Regions from separate parts of the Mus musculus genome. Here regions 1, 2, 3 and 5 are each linked to region 4. The links are chromatin contacts, called in public Hi-C, HiChIP or PLAC-seq and promoter capture Hi-C maps. All regions are on one chromosome and are shown on one strand. Each heading gives the region's core, a stretch centred on a gene start, on an enhancer-like site or on the middle of the called end of the contact. The rest is flanking DNA. Distances are from core to core; before and after follow the strand shown.

What was found. Promoter capture Hi-C pulls out the DNA fragments that hold promoters and counts their contacts. A called contact is a pair of places that touch in the nucleus more often than the background predicts. HiChIP or PLAC-seq counts read pairs in DNA pulled down with a chosen protein or histone mark.
Region 1: a promoter capture Hi-C map of erythroid cells shows a contact between it and region 4, with 8 times the contacts expected there. The contact joins the promoter of B230208H11Rik here to the promoter of Adat2 in region 4. A contact is called at or near these places in 8 of 39 promoter capture datasets (the HPC-7 cell line, HPC-7-derived erythroid cells, erythroid cells and 4 more) and 1 of 115 datasets of contacts at active chromatin or transcription factors (large pre-B cells).
Region 2: a contact with region 4 is called in a promoter capture Hi-C map of neural stem cells. The contact joins the enhancer-like site here to the promoter of Adat2 in region 4. A contact is called at or near these places in 12 of 39 promoter capture datasets (the 3T3-L1 cell line, the C10 cell line, cranial neural crest and 7 more), 1 of 15 datasets of contacts at CTCF or cohesin (the NIH/3T3 cell line), 2 of 484 Hi-C or Micro-C datasets (bone marrow-derived macrophages and embryonic fibroblasts), 12 of 115 datasets of contacts at active chromatin or transcription factors (the SCID.adh cell line, bone marrow-derived macrophages, differentiating embryonic stem cells and 6 more) and 3 of 9 other capture datasets (adipose tissue, embryonic stem cells and liver).
Region 3: a contact with region 4 is called in a Hi-C map of the G1E-ER4 cell line, with 2.8 times the contacts expected there. The contact joins the enhancer-like site here to the promoter of Adat2 in region 4. A contact is called at or near these places in 2 of 39 promoter capture datasets (hippocampal neurons and stem cell-derived epiblast-like cells), 1 of 484 Hi-C or Micro-C datasets (the G1E-ER4 cell line), 3 of 115 datasets of contacts at active chromatin or transcription factors (astrocytes, embryonic stem cells and thymic regulatory T cells) and 2 of 9 other capture datasets (adipose tissue and liver).
Region 5: an H3K4me3 HiChIP or PLAC-seq map of bone marrow-derived macrophages shows a contact between it and region 4, with 4 times the contacts expected there. The contact joins the enhancer-like site here to the promoter of Adat2 in region 4. A contact is called at or near these places in 10 of 39 promoter capture datasets (the 3T3-L1 cell line, the C10 cell line, cranial neural crest and 5 more), 1 of 15 datasets of contacts at CTCF or cohesin (the NIH/3T3 cell line), 9 of 484 Hi-C or Micro-C datasets (cerebellum, cerebral cortex, cortical neurons and 4 more), 10 of 115 datasets of contacts at active chromatin or transcription factors (the 230-238 cell line, astrocytes, bone marrow-derived macrophages and 6 more) and 4 of 9 other capture datasets (adipose tissue, embryonic stem cells, liver and 1 more).

Annotation. Positions count from the first base shown.
Region 1 is chr10:12,921,841-12,924,540 of GRCm38.p6, forward strand. It overlaps B230208H11Rik (RIKEN cDNA B230208H11 gene), which reads right to left and starts at 1,287. Exons shown (of 3, transcript NR_038028.1): 1 at 734-1,287. It overlaps n-TLtaa3 (a tRNA gene), which reads right to left and starts at 813; the gene lies at 731-813.
Region 2 is chr10:14,166,286-14,168,985 of GRCm38.p6, forward strand. No RefSeq gene overlaps it. Among named protein-coding and RNA genes, the nearest start is that of Gm51759, 40 kb to the left of the region's middle. Within about 2 kb of position 1,341, at least 15 of the 459 cell types and tissues checked have an H3K27ac peak or open chromatin away from gene starts, as enhancers often do. A contact at or near this core is called in neural stem cells, where this site is marked.
Region 3 is chr10:14,444,481-14,447,180 of GRCm38.p6, forward strand. The region is part of intron 8 of Adgrg6 (adhesion G protein-coupled receptor G6); the gene reads right to left. Among named protein-coding and RNA genes, the nearest start is that of Adgrg6, 99 kb to the right of the region's middle. Within about 2 kb of position 1,276, at least 5 of the 459 cell types and tissues checked have an H3K27ac peak or open chromatin away from gene starts, as enhancers often do. A contact at or near this core is called in the G1E-ER4 cell line, where this site is marked.
Region 4 is chr10:13,551,573-13,554,272 of GRCm38.p6, forward strand. Adat2 (adenosine deaminase, tRNA-specific 2) reads left to right here and starts at 1,335. Exons shown (of 6, transcript NM_025748.4): 1 at 1,335-1,789. The coding sequence starts at 1,694. It overlaps Pex3 (peroxisomal biogenesis factor 3), which reads right to left and starts at 1,570. Exons shown (of 12, transcript NM_019961.3): 1 at 1,254-1,570. The coding sequence starts at 1,326.
Region 5 is chr10:14,146,874-14,149,573 of GRCm38.p6, forward strand. Hivep2 (human immunodeficiency virus type I enhancer binding protein 2) reads left to right here. Exons shown (of 9, transcript NM_010437.2): 9 at 2,039-2,700. Among named protein-coding and RNA genes, the nearest start is that of Gm51759, 21 kb to the left of the region's middle. Within about 2 kb of position 1,283, at least 4 of the 459 cell types and tissues checked have an H3K27ac peak or open chromatin away from gene starts, as enhancers often do. A contact at or near this core is called in bone marrow-derived macrophages, where this site is marked.

The sequences.
Region 1 (2,700 bases), core at 37-2,536, 630 kb before region 4:
AGCCACGCCTACAAAATGTGTTTAAGATCTTGGACTGCTTTGATAAAAAACACTTTTGGAGAGAATAGGGTGGCACACGCCTTTAATCCCAGCACTTGGGAGGTAGAGGCAGGAGGATTTCTGAGAGTTCGAGGCCAGCCTGGCCTACAAAGTGAGTTCCAGGACAGCCAGGGCTACACGGAGAAACCCTGTCTCGAGAAACCAAAAACCAAACCAAACCAAACCAAACCAAAACAAAAAAACCCAAAGAAAATAGGAGAAGATAAAAATCGAAAATATTTCAAATTCTGGGTCTTCATGGTCAAATGGTACATTTTTGAAAGACTGCATGTGAACACGTTAAACTTTGAGGGGGGGGGAAATGAAAAGAAAGGAAAGAAAGAAAACAAAGGGAAAGGAAGAAAAAAGAAGGGGGTGGGGAGCGGACAGAGGAAAGGCAAAAGCGGACTTGTTTTTTTTTTTTTTTTTTTTTTCTTTTTTCTTCTGTGCAAAAGTACTTTTGCAAAAAGTTAGCCAATACCAGACCTCTCCGGGGAGCCTCTTCCCGCCTGGCTCAGGTCGGTTCCTGGAGACACGGTCGCTTCACTGCGGGAAATTGGGCTGCCTTGTAGCAGCGCCCTATTAAGGATTAAAGAACATTTCTTTCAACTGAAATAAGACTTCTAAATTTCCAAAAGCTCTGGACCTAAAAACAACTGACAGACCGCGGCAAGGAACAAAACAGCAACTTTACCAGGAGTGGGGTTCGAACCCACGCAGACATATGTCCATTGGATCTTAAGTCCAACGCCTTAACCACTCGGCCATCCTGGTGCAGGCGTGCTCTCTTCTCTTTGCTGTTCCTACAAAGCTCACAATACCGTCCTCATTTTCCCCAGTTACTCGAGGATGCTTCTGCGCAGGCTGCGCGGCGCTTTCCCGACCCGGCTACAGAGACTCGGAGACTGCCGCCGGGGTTTCGCGCCGCCGCCGCCGCCGCCGCTCACTGTCGCCCCGAGATCTCGGCGGCAGCGAAGGAACTGCAGGAGCAGAGAGCGGGACAGAGCTCTGGGCCGGCGGGCGCCGGCTCTCCTTGCTCACTGTAGGTGCGCGGGCGCGACAAACAAACTCCACAGCTAACTTCTGGGCTCCGGAGCGGAGGTGGGAGGGGTCCCTCGGGCGGTGTAGGCACGGGTCCGCAGGGCAACCATCAGTGTGTTTCTTCTAAATCGAATAGGTTCCCGGGGCCCGGCACCTGTGCGCGCGCGGCTTTCCTTCCTCGCCAGTGTTACCACATGCCGGAAGGAGGTTCCGGAGAAAGAGGAGGTTCCGGAGAAAGCTGTGTGGTCAGGGCAGTGTGGCCCAATCCCCCACCCCCTCCCTGGTTGTGTAGACACTGTCCCCTTTGCTCTGCTTCAAATGCAGGGTCAAGACCTCCTGGATTCCTGCCACCCCTACAGCTCCCCTAGAGGGCAAACTCTTGTTTTAACTTGTCTCCTGTTTTAGCTCCCCTTTTGTTGTTGGGACAAAACACCCACAACAAAAAGCAATTTAGGGTACAGCGGTTTATTTGCATTACTTCGGCTGTTCCTCAAAACCTTGGCTCTACCCCAGGGTTCAGGCTAGGTGTTTCTGCAGCTGCAGGCAGGGAGCTGGTGGCTGAGCCTTGCTCTGGCTGTCCCACCTTGTCCCTCTCCCCTAACCCACCCCCATGTTTGGTTTATACAGGTCTGGTGGCTTCAGTCTTTGACTGTAAACCTAGGATGCACTGTTTCACAAAGTGCCCCACTGTTTCAGACCTCCCAGTGGCTCCCTCAAACATTTTCTCAGTTTCACTGTAATGATCCAACTGCTCTACCATCTCTCACAGCTCTGTGACCCCCAGGGAACACCCAGCTTTTGGTTCTCTTGAGTCCTGGTTAAGTCTGACCGGACTCCTTACGAAGGAACTCTACTCTAGCATCCAGACAGCTCCTGTCTATCTCCCAATGGCGGGAACTCCACTGACCTTTGCCTGACCATGTTCCTCAATAGTACCTTTAGGGCATCCAGGGTAAGCACTCAGAGAAGTACACCAGAGAGCCTAGGTCCTCAGGCCTTGTTCTCTGTGCGGACACTGTGCTAGAGTCTGGAGGCAGCCTGTGGAATGTAACATGGGGTCAGTAACATGGGGTGATTACCTCACCAGGTGATCAGAGAGAGGCCTGAAGCTGCACGCAATGGGTGTTAAATGCAAATGAGAACATGAGAACATGTGCACTCTATAACCCAAGCATTGCTCTAAGCTCCCTACACACAGTTTTGTCTAGCTTGATTTTTTTTTTTTTTTTTTTTTGAGATAGGGTCTCACTATGTAGCTCTGGCTGTCCTGGAACTCTCTATATAGACCAGGCTGTCCTTAAACTCACAGAGACCTGTCTGTCTCTGCCTCCTAAATGTCAGGGTTAAAGGCTTAGAGTGAGTACCACTCTTCAGGGGCTCGGTTAATTTTCTTAATAACTGTAATGTAGGCGTTCCTATCCTCATTTTGAATGAGGCCATAGAGATCTCTTGCAGACTTGCTCAACTAAAGGAAGCCCCCTGCCTGCACTGCTGCTGTTGCCCGGGGCTGCAGAACTTCTCCACCAACCCAGCTTTGCACCGGAGGGTTCTTCTCAGAAATATTCTTTCTGGTGCTCTAGACGATTGCATTTCCGTTTTCTGGCCTCAGTTCAGGGATGG
Region 2 (2,700 bases), core at 91-2,590, 610 kb after region 4:
GGTTTTCCTGTGAGTCCAGGGTCTCCTTCAAACATGGCTGAGGCTGAGTTCCTTTAGCCTGAATATCTCTCTGGTGAAGTTTTTGGTAGTTCAAATATTGAAGATCAGGAGACTCCATTGGTGAGTCTGGTGAGGAAACTTGTTGTGTTTGTACAACACACATAGGAAAAAATAGTCTTACCCTGAGCCAGGAAGGACAGAGATGGCGGAGGAACTAGGGTGGCTGCTTTCTATAGCTGCCCCCCATTAAGAAGTCCCTCAATCTAATGCCCTCGATGAACTACCTCCCCTTCACCCTGCCTCCTAAATGTTCGTTACCATCTCCCAACACCACCATGCTTACAACCAAGCCTCGAATACAGAAACTTTTGGAGGAAAACATGAGAAAAGATAGGAGAAGTTGAATGGGACCAGTGGAGATGGGAAGTGAACACCCATAACCCTGTGACTCAGACTCCCTTACTGTTCACCTGCTGCTCAGTTAGCCTCATTTCTGCCATTTGAGAGTAAATATGCTACAGTATGGCTCTTAATCTCTCAAAACATCAGCATGCCCTTCTGTATGTAGAAGATCATTTTATGTGTTGCTTTGACTAGGCAGCAGTGTGCTGGCATTTCCCCAGAATTCATGCTAAGTGTTTCTGTGCTGGTGTTTTAACTGAGATAAATGTTTAAATCTGTGGACTTAAAAGAAGCAGGTTATAGTTCCTAGAGGAGGTGGGCCCAGGACAGTCATCAGGACAAGTCTGGCTCCTTCCCTGAGAGATTTCCTCCTATCTGAAAGGTTAGAACTGGGAGGTTAGATTCCTGCCTGTCTTTGGCTTTAATTGGAGATGTGGTCTTTTCCTCCACCACAAGATCAGCCCTTGGACAGGGGAATGCTCCCTTAGATATCCTCTCCTGGGAACCCACCAGATCCTTGGATTCACCAGTCTTCACAAACCCACAAGCCAATTGCTTATCGCCAGTCTCCTTCAAGAGACATGTCCCATTGCTTCTGTTCCTTGGAAGAACTCTGAAGAATAAACCTTATTTAATTACAGAACTTAAGGAAAACATCAATACGTCTCTTCCATATTCCTTCATCACCATTAAATACTTCTCTTAGGCATCTCAGAAAAGTGTTCAGGACGTAAAACTGAGTGGATTGGCCAGCTGGTCAATGAAAAGGTTTCCATAATAAGTGAGTTCTGGGAATGCAGTAAGAAGCCAAGTTGCTACCCAACCTTTCCTCCTTCCCTCCGTTTTAAAGCATTTCTGATGCCAACACACATTCAATGCACATTCCAAAGAGATGAGAAAGCATATTGCCTTCACCCACCATCCCAATGGTAGTACGGTACGGTCCAGCAAGAATATAATTGCCTCATGTCTTTATGTTTCCTTCCTGCCACATGAACTGGTGCACTTCCTGCACAGACGTTCTCATTGCATGCCTGATTTCCTTTCCCTTTCTGCCCTTAGTTCTGAATACCTTCACGTATTCAGAAAGCTATCCTTTTTGGAATTATTCATGTTTCCTTCTTATTTGGGGCTGTTTACCCAGGCACACACACATACACACACCTTCCCACAATACCTTTCACCCCAGGGTAATTCTCAAGCAAGCAAAAGTCTCAGAATGCAAATACCAGTATTCTTACTACCATTTTTTACCTTATGGCTTATCCCCTGCCTTGTTCCAGGGTGGACATGTGTTTCAAGTCACATAAAGAAAAGTGATCAATAATTTGTTACATGACCAATAATCCTTCTTGTGATTCCCGACTGTGCTGTCAAACCTACTGCTCTATTTTTATGCAGACTACTAAACACAGTTTGATCTAGTGATGCTGCTATGTACATTGCTACTGTGAATTAAGCCCTGAAGAGTGGAGGTAGCTTAGTCTCTACTGTAGCCTTACCTGGACATCCACACTGTACCTAATGCCAAATCCCCAAGGGATCTGCTCTCTCCAAGTTCCCCAACCCTAATGGACAGTCGCAGTGAATGGGGACACTTTAAAGATGGCTTCCCAGCTGCTTAGTCAGGGCTGCCATATCCTATGTCTAGAGTGAAATTCCAATGACTATCTAAAGACTTTGAACACTGCTAACCTTCCTTATCTCTGAGAGCACAGGGTCCCATGGAAACAGCACTTCCTGAGCGGCATGAATAGGAAGCACAACTAGTATGATTTATTGAAGACATCTCCTGCTGTAGCTTATGCATTACGAAATCCCCAGACAGCCTGAGATACCTGTGATCTCTCGTTTGTGGGACCTTTAAGGTCTTCAGGGAACTCAGCGGGGAGATGGGAAGTTCTTGGGATGCACAGTAGCTGCCTGGACCTTCGATCACTTGAGAAACTGATTAGGGCTGGCTGATAAGAAGGGAGAGCTGAGGCAAAGGAAATAGCCCAGAGTGCACAGCCAATTGTTTTACAGTGGCCTCATCTGTGGGAATGTGATTTCATTCTCATTTTCCCCATTACTGCTTTGTTCTCTGCCTACCTTCCTCCATCCCTCACACTCTGGGCCATAATGTAAGGCAAGAGATTTTAACATGGATTTCAAGGGAATGCTGTCAAACAGATGAAAAATTGAACCTTAAAAGCCTCACACATAGTACATATGTAGAAATAAAATAAAATAAAATAAAATAAAATAAAGAACTTGCACTGAGGATAGGCGGCCGAGACTGCCAGCTAGGATCCATTT
Region 3 (2,700 bases), core at 26-2,525, 890 kb after region 4:
TTCTTGCCATGATGATTACGGGCTGACTGGACCTCTGAAACTGTAAGCCAGACACTGTGACACATGGAGACTGAAAAGATCAATTAAGGAGTCTTGGCCCTTAGCTGGGCAGTGATGGCACACGCCTTTAATCCCAGAACTTGGTAGGCAGAGGCAGGTGGATTTCTGAGTTCGAGGCCAGCCTGGTCTACAGAGTGAGTTCCAGGACAGCCAGGGCTATACAGAAACCCTGTCTTGAAAAACCAAAAAAGAAAAAAAAATACCCTTCTCTGTGGTACAAATTATAGTGTTCACACTACCCGGATAGATTTTACAAGATAATTCCTTAGGATTTTATCATGGCACCCCAGTTTTTAAAGAAATATTTATATATTTAATATATATAGTTTATATATTATATAATAATATTTATAGCATCCACTTAACTCAAAAGAGGACATATACTTAATTCTGCCTTGTTTCTGTATGTTCAAAACTTAAAAATTCAGAGGAAAAAAAAATCAAATTTATACTGGACTCTTGAAATTGTTGTACTATTATTTACAAATATGATGCATGCCCATAGAGGGAGCTTTTACAAATGCTCTGTATGGTGAAAAATTGTAAAATGAACACTCAAAACATACAGTTTGGTTACTACACTTCTGCAAATGGTTTTAGAATGTGTGACCTTGAAAAATATCTGAATCAAAGTAATGTAGGATTCAAAATGATGTAGGAATCCCAGAGGAAGATTTAAAATCCCCGGTCAAAACATACAACTAAGCCACAAGCTCAGCTTTTACCTAGCAAACCTGAAAGGTAAAGCTCAGCATTGAGATGGAGGTCCCTGAGGCGGGGAAAGAGGAAAGCTTTTTACTGCTTGTGTGACAGTGCTGCGTTTACATTCCCTCCGTATTCTGAAGAGAAATGAAGAAAGTAACAGACCGTCACTCTATTATCCAGAATGGTTGCTATTCACTCGCCCAAGAGAAGAGGAGGCAGGCTTCCTCAAAGTACGGAGGATGGAACACTCAATTTATGAAATGCTGTCATTAAGAACAGAAGTAAATAAAGAATGAGAACATATGTGACGTCAAAAGCAAAATAAGGAATAAGTAAAGTAGTCATTGTTCAAGGGTAGGTGAAGTAGCTGCATGGCTGGTCCTCAAAAACAAATCTCAAGGACAAAGTCCCTGCTCTTCTCTCAAAGGCTTTTACTTCTAAAATAATCCACCACTTAACACTCATGCATAAGCCAGACTTCAGCATGAGGCCAGCATCGATGTAGACACTTGGTGTACGGTGAACCCTTGATCATTTCCTAACTGGCATACGATAAGGTGTCTGATGATGAAATGGCTATTGGAAGGAAAGCATTGCCTCTCTGGTTCCCGAGAACTCACAGCCTTGTTCAGGACAACACCCGAATGTACTGTGGGAACCTTCCAATGTATTGTGGGTGTATTCAATACATGAATAACACGAACCATTCACGAAGTAGCCTGCATTTTCACAATCCTTATCCGTGTTATTTTCCTTCCCCATCTGAAAACAGAAACTGCTCTACGGTTCCACAACGGTCAAGGTCTATCTTTGTTGCTATCAGCCAGTCATTATTTGTAGAAGCCAGACAGACACTCTGTGGTTTCAGGTTCCTTGCCTGTCCAAGCAATGATATGCAACAGCATTATCTGATGCTCAAGCTGCAAGACTAGATTGAAAGGAAGAGTTTGGGGAAAGGAATGGAGTAGCCTGTGCGAAAGGAAACCTAGGACCTTGTCAGCGAGAACAAGAGCAGCAGAGAATAGGTTTCTGAAAAGAGGGGGAAGCTATAAAAAAGACAATGCTGAGAATTTTAACAAAGGAAAAATCAAGTAAGTGGATTTTCCCACAAATAAGATTGGTTCATTTGCCCTATAATTTTCTGTGAAATTATTCACTGGTTTGAAAGACCAGGAAATGGAGATTTTATTTATTTATATGTCTTCCATGCAAGAGCTTCTGAGATTCTGGCCCACACCCACTGTAGCTGATGTTTAGTGTTATGAGGAATAGAGGAGCCTCTATGAGTAAGCTGGGGGGATGCTTAGTTCCTAAGGAAGGGTTCCAATGGTCACACTCCAAGCCAGGGTTGTCCCAAATGTTAGATAAACACCCATAGTGGATCCTAGCTGCTGCTGGACCCATTGATGGAAGCTCAACATGATGTACTAATGACTGCGTGAAAGGATCACCTTCCTAGGAGAAAGAGAAGAAAGGTTTTATCATTTACCATCCTGAAATATGTTACTCTGTTTTCAGATCATAAAGGAAAATGAATGTCACAATAAAAACCTAATCAGACAGTGTGGTTCGGTTTATGGACCACATATATAGAAATGACAAGGCTTAAAACATTTGTTTCTCAAATATTAAATAGGAAGGGAAAATAAAAAAAGTTTTCTGGTCAACTCTCAAATAAAATTTTATGTGTATTTCTCATGGTAGCAATACATCATTGTCTTCAAGGCTGGGCTATTTTTTTTTTTCGGTTTTAAAAGAAATGCTTGATTATACTTTGGAATGCTTGTGGTGTGTGTGTGTGTGTGTGTGTGTGTGTGTGTGTGTGTGTGTGTGTATGTGTGTGGTGTGTTCCATAGAACACATGTGGAGGTCAGAGGATAACCATAACGAGTTGGTTTTCTCCTTCTACACTGTAGGTTCTGGGGATCAAACTTG
Region 4 (2,700 bases), core at 85-2,584:
AACCTATTACTATATGCATATACTCTTTAATTTCTCCTATGATTATTTCTGATCTGCCATTAAGTATTTCATAAACTGTAAGGGTTAGGCTTTTCCCTCTGAAATTGCTAGAGACAATTTTCTTCCCTTAGGTAGAGCAAAAATTTTTCTTTATACGTCTTCCATGACAACTTTATCTTTAGCATATGTATTCTATAATATTGGTACAATTTATATACCTTAGATATTAGAGACTGGAGGTAATATAAAACACATTGTATCTATAAAGTATTTCCTATAAAATATGAACTATTATTCATTTGTGCTATACCTCAGAGATATGCAGAATGTGGTTACTGTTTTACAAATGTCCTAATATTTTAAGTCATATTATGATATATTTATACACACACACACATAGATCAGAGGATAGTGGTAACAGTTCTTAAAACTCAAGTTTTAAAAATTCTTTTAAACTCCCTTTTTGTGTTGTTCAAAAGATTCCCTTCTTAAAATCCCATAATTATTAACTGAGGGTTGTCTTTCCAAGACAAAGGGTTTAAAGCAGTGTGTGTGTGTGTGTGTGTGTGTGTTGCTCCTTCCCTGGGACCCAATGCAGTCAGCCTAGGCAAGCACTCTACCACAAAGTTACAATTCCAGCATCAAGATTTTTATCCTGTTTCTAACTTTCCTCTCAGCCAGTGAACTCAACTATATCACCAAAATGGATCATGACCACAACCTTGCCAGTCCTGACAACACTGCAGAATAAGCACTGTGTTGATATATAGTTTGTACTTTACAATTGGAGAACAGAAATTATCTGCTGTATATTTTACAGCAACATGCTGTTTTCGGTTTACCTTTAAACACCACCTCAAAGAGCAGACTTAAGATAATGGCCCTAGAATATTTCGAAACTCGTGTGAAAGGTTGAAAGCAGAGTTGACAAACAGAATGAAAATCTAACAGGAAAGCAAAAGAAGAAAATTGGAAGGCAAATGTATCTATCTATACGAGAATAGTGCTTTGAAAAGAAACTTCATTGGGGTAGACTCTTGAAGGCCCATGGGGAGAAAAAGGACGGGGGCAGAGTGAGGGGCAAAGGGCACAGAGATCCAGATAAAAGAACTTTAGAGGTTCTTCTTTGACGGTTGAGCCAATCCCTTCGACAAATCCCAGTTTGGTATCAGTGGGCCCTGCCTGTTTTTATAAGTCACCTCTGTCACTCCTTTCTGCCAATGGCCCCTTCTAAAAAGCATGTTGTCACTCACCTCCGAGGACTGTGCCCAGGAAGATGCATTTCTTTTTGTGACGTTTCAGAAAATTCCACATTGATCTCAGCATCTCCAGACCCCGTGTTGTGTGGGTTGCCTAGGGGAGAGGGGCTGGCTCACCGTGTCTTCCGTCCACCTGGCCTGGACCTCCGGCAGCAGCGCGGTGGCGGCGCTAGGTGCTCTCCAGAAACCACAGACGTTTCTCTGAGCAGAGGTTGTGGCTTAAGCGGAGGAAGGGGGCGTGGACTAGAGCGGAGCAGCGACGCTTTCGGTCCCCCAGCCGCCGCTTACTGATCCGGGACGCCTGGGTCCGTCCGCAAATAGCTCCCGGGTGCCTCGTCTTTTCCCGTCCTCCTGGAAGCAAGGTCCGCTCCCGCCGCGTTCCGCTGTCCTCTCTTCTCTCGTCCCTCGGCCCGGAGTCTCTGAGCGGCGGAGGTATGGAGGAGAAGGTGGAGTCCACCACTACTCCAGACGGCCCGTGCGTGGTGTCCGTACAGGAGACGGAAAAGTGGATGGAGGAGGCGATGCGAATGGTGAGGAATCGGGCAGGTGGATGCTGAGAGCGCAAACTTTCTCCCGGCCATATCCTGACCAGAGTAGTTGAGCAAATGTGCCGGGCGCGCTATCTATCATGTCTGAAAATACCTGAAGCAGCAACTTGTTTTATTCTAGGGGGAATTTTTCTTTAGCTTTGTCTCATAGTAATTGGGGTGAAGGGAAAATACAGAAACGGTTCGATTGATGTATTACAGGGAGTCTTATCTGCCGCCTGGGGATGTGTGCTCCCTACCTGCCTATCTTCCTTCCCATGTGGACACATACTTTCAAATCCATAAAGCCACATTATTTTATGGCTTGCTCCCATATAATGGGAGGAAGCTGATGTTTCTGTAAAGGGTCATATCAAAACGTGTCCTGGTACAATCCTCACCGATGATGTGTCTACTCTTTCTACGATACTTTTCTCTGCCCTTGTATTCCCTTCCTTCCTGCGATTCTTATAGATTGCTCATCATGGAGAGCTCTGGTCGTATTTTTACATGTTTTCCCAAGCTTATTACCCATATCGATGTGTGGCAGGGATAGACGTTTGTGGCAGGGATATACATACAAACTATGTATGTATACACAGTTTGATGCTGGGTTTTCATTCTGTGAACATGGAACACCAATTTGTTTACAGCATTGTAAAGGCCTTAAAACTGAGCTCAGCCTTTGGTGTGGGGATATTATTTTTGTTTATTCTTTTACAAAATTAAAATATCTCACCTTTTTATTCTAATGGTTACAGAAGTTCACCTTCATAAGAAATTAAAATCTAGAAGACAGAAACATGTTTTCCACCCCACGCCCCCAGACAAATGGCATAATGCATTCTTTTAATTTTTTAATTAACATCTTTTTTTTTTTTTTTTTTTTTTTTGGTCATCTTTCTCAGAGCTCG
Region 5 (2,700 bases), core at 33-2,532, 600 kb after region 4:
GAAGCATCCTTGAGATGAATGCTACAATTTTTAAGATAGCTTTCCAAAATTGTGAGCATATTTGACAAGTTTTAATCTACCTTGAGTTCCCATATAAGGAAGCAGTGAAGTCCATTATTAATGAATCCTAGCAATTAAAATTCTGACTAATTCACTAGAGCCGGATAATCTGGCGATCTAAGCTGTGTTCTACTACAAAAAAATGAGAATAGCAAAGTCTTCATTTAAGGAGAAAACCATGAAATCCAGAATTGTGGCTCCAAATTTTAAATACCTTTGCTTCATTAATTCCAAGAAGACATTCATGTTATAAGTAATACCAACAGAAAAATTGAGCCATAATCATCTTTGATTTCAGCTATGAAATTGAATATAAATGATTAACCATTAAACACACATGCTATTAATGGGTATTTGCTTCCTTTCAAACATTGCCATTTCTACAAGACTTAGCTTTGATCTGGGACTTGAAGAACTCTGCATTCTTTACAGGGCCTCTTCTTAGTTGGGATGTATTCTTGTAGGCATACTAAGATCTCTCCTCATAGTGGTTTCTTCCTCTAGATTAGTGCTCAACACAAAGAGACTTCTAAGTAGGGATGTATTCCTGTAGGCCAAGCCTTGCACAGCAAAGGAACAGATTTCTCAAAACCACCCTGCCTTCCTTTGTGTGAAAAAGTGTTTTCTCTAGTGGGAAATATTTAAAAAGCAATCCTTGCAACACTGGCAGGGCATTGGTGGACAGGCTGGCCTGTTTTCAGCCTGGTCTGCTTTCAGCCTTGTGTACTCTTTGACTGGAAGCTCTGAAATCTCTCCACCAGGCTTGCAAAGTTCCCAGGGCAGGTCATTGCCACACCAGCCCCATGCTTCCAGATTTCCACGGCTTTTTGGGGTGCACTTCTCGCAAACCCCATCCTTTGCCACAGTACCATTCTCTGGAACCCAGTTGAGTCACTGTGTGAAGGAAAACACACAAACTTAGTCTAGAATCAATAGGTAACACAATCGCTGGACGCAGCAACTAGCATCCCAATTTGTAAGCCATTCTAAGTTCAATCCTCCAGTTCTCCAGTAGTGGATCCCAACAGATCTGCCACGTGAACTGGGGGGGGGGGGGGGGGGGCGGCTCTGCTACCTACATTTTGCCCTGCATTCTCACCCCAGTCCACCAGCCCAGTCTCCTCTTCCATCATCCCTTTCTCCCTTTCTCTGACCCGGAAGTCCCAGTGATTGGTTCCTTGAAATCTTGATTCATTAGGGGAAGGTTCACATGAAGTCACATGAGTACATGATTCACTCCTTGTCCCAGGCATCCCCTCTTGGGGAAGTGGAATTAGCAACAAAATAGAAACAGTACCAGTGCTATCCATAATGGTTTTCTTTCTTTCTTTTTCTTTTTCTTTTTTTCATTTTTTTTTCTTTTTTTGGGTTTTTTGAGACAGGGTTTCTCTGTATAGCTCTGGCTGTCCTGGAACTCATGCTGTAGACCAGGCTGGCCGCGAACTCAAAAATCAGCCTGCCTCTGCCTCCCGAGTGCTGGGATTAAAGGCATGCGCCACCACACCCAGTTCACAATGGTTTTCTTAAAGCCTGTTGCCAACTTATTATTTTTACCAAGCCTAGGGAATATCTTTCAGTGCAGCCTACAGCATAAATAGTTGATAATCTTGTTCCCTTTGAGTTTAAATCCCATCAATATTTACTAGTCATCCTTTGTGTGTTTTGTTTTGTGTTTTCTTTGTTGGTTTGATGTTTTCCTGGTGAATCCATTCTTTTTACTTGCTCTTCTGAAGAAATACCCATCATGTGATATTATGCCTAGTGGGAAATAGACTGGTTGCTTTAGCATTTTGCACTTGAAAAACAAAAGCCACTGTCCACAGGGGAATACCTTCATTAAAGAACTGGAAAAATTAGTTAAGGAAGCTATTCAATTTTGAGAAATTCTTTCTAAGTGCCAGGCATCCTGAAGAAGGGATGGGAAAAGAGAGGGAAAGAGGGAACAGGTCTCAACTCTGTGCTCTGTTTTCCTGTGTAGAATCTAAGAAGAGGAATACCTCAGGTTCCTTACTTCAGTCTCTATGGAGACCAAGAAGGTGCTTATGAACATCACGGCTCCAGCCTTTTCCCTGAGGGTCCTACTGACTATGTCTTCAGTCATCTTCCACTACACTCTCAGCAGCAAGTACGAGCTCCTATACCCATGGTGCCAGTTGGTGGGATCCAAATGGTTCACTCCTTGCCGCCTGCCCTTTCCGGTTTACATCCTCCACCCACATTGCCTCTGCCCACAGAGGGCTCTGAGGAGAAGAAAGGAGCACCAGGGGAGGCCTTTGCCAAGGATCCCTACATCCTTTCCAGGCGGCATGAGAAACAAGCCCCTCAAGTTTTGCAGTCATCTGGTCTACCTAGTTCTCCCTCCTCCCCACGGCTATTGATGAAACAGAGTACTTCAGAAGACAGCCTAAATTCCACGGAGAGAGAACAGGAGGAAAACATACAGACTTGTACAAAAGCCATTGCCTCACTCCGGATTGCAACAGAAGAGGCAGCTCTGCTTGGGGCTGACCCTCCCACATGGGTACAAGAGTCCCCCCAGAAACCCTTGGAAAGTGCACACGTCAGCATTAGACACTTTGGCGGGCCTGAGCCAGGTCAGCCCTGTACCTCAGCCGCCCACCCTGACTTACATGATGGTGA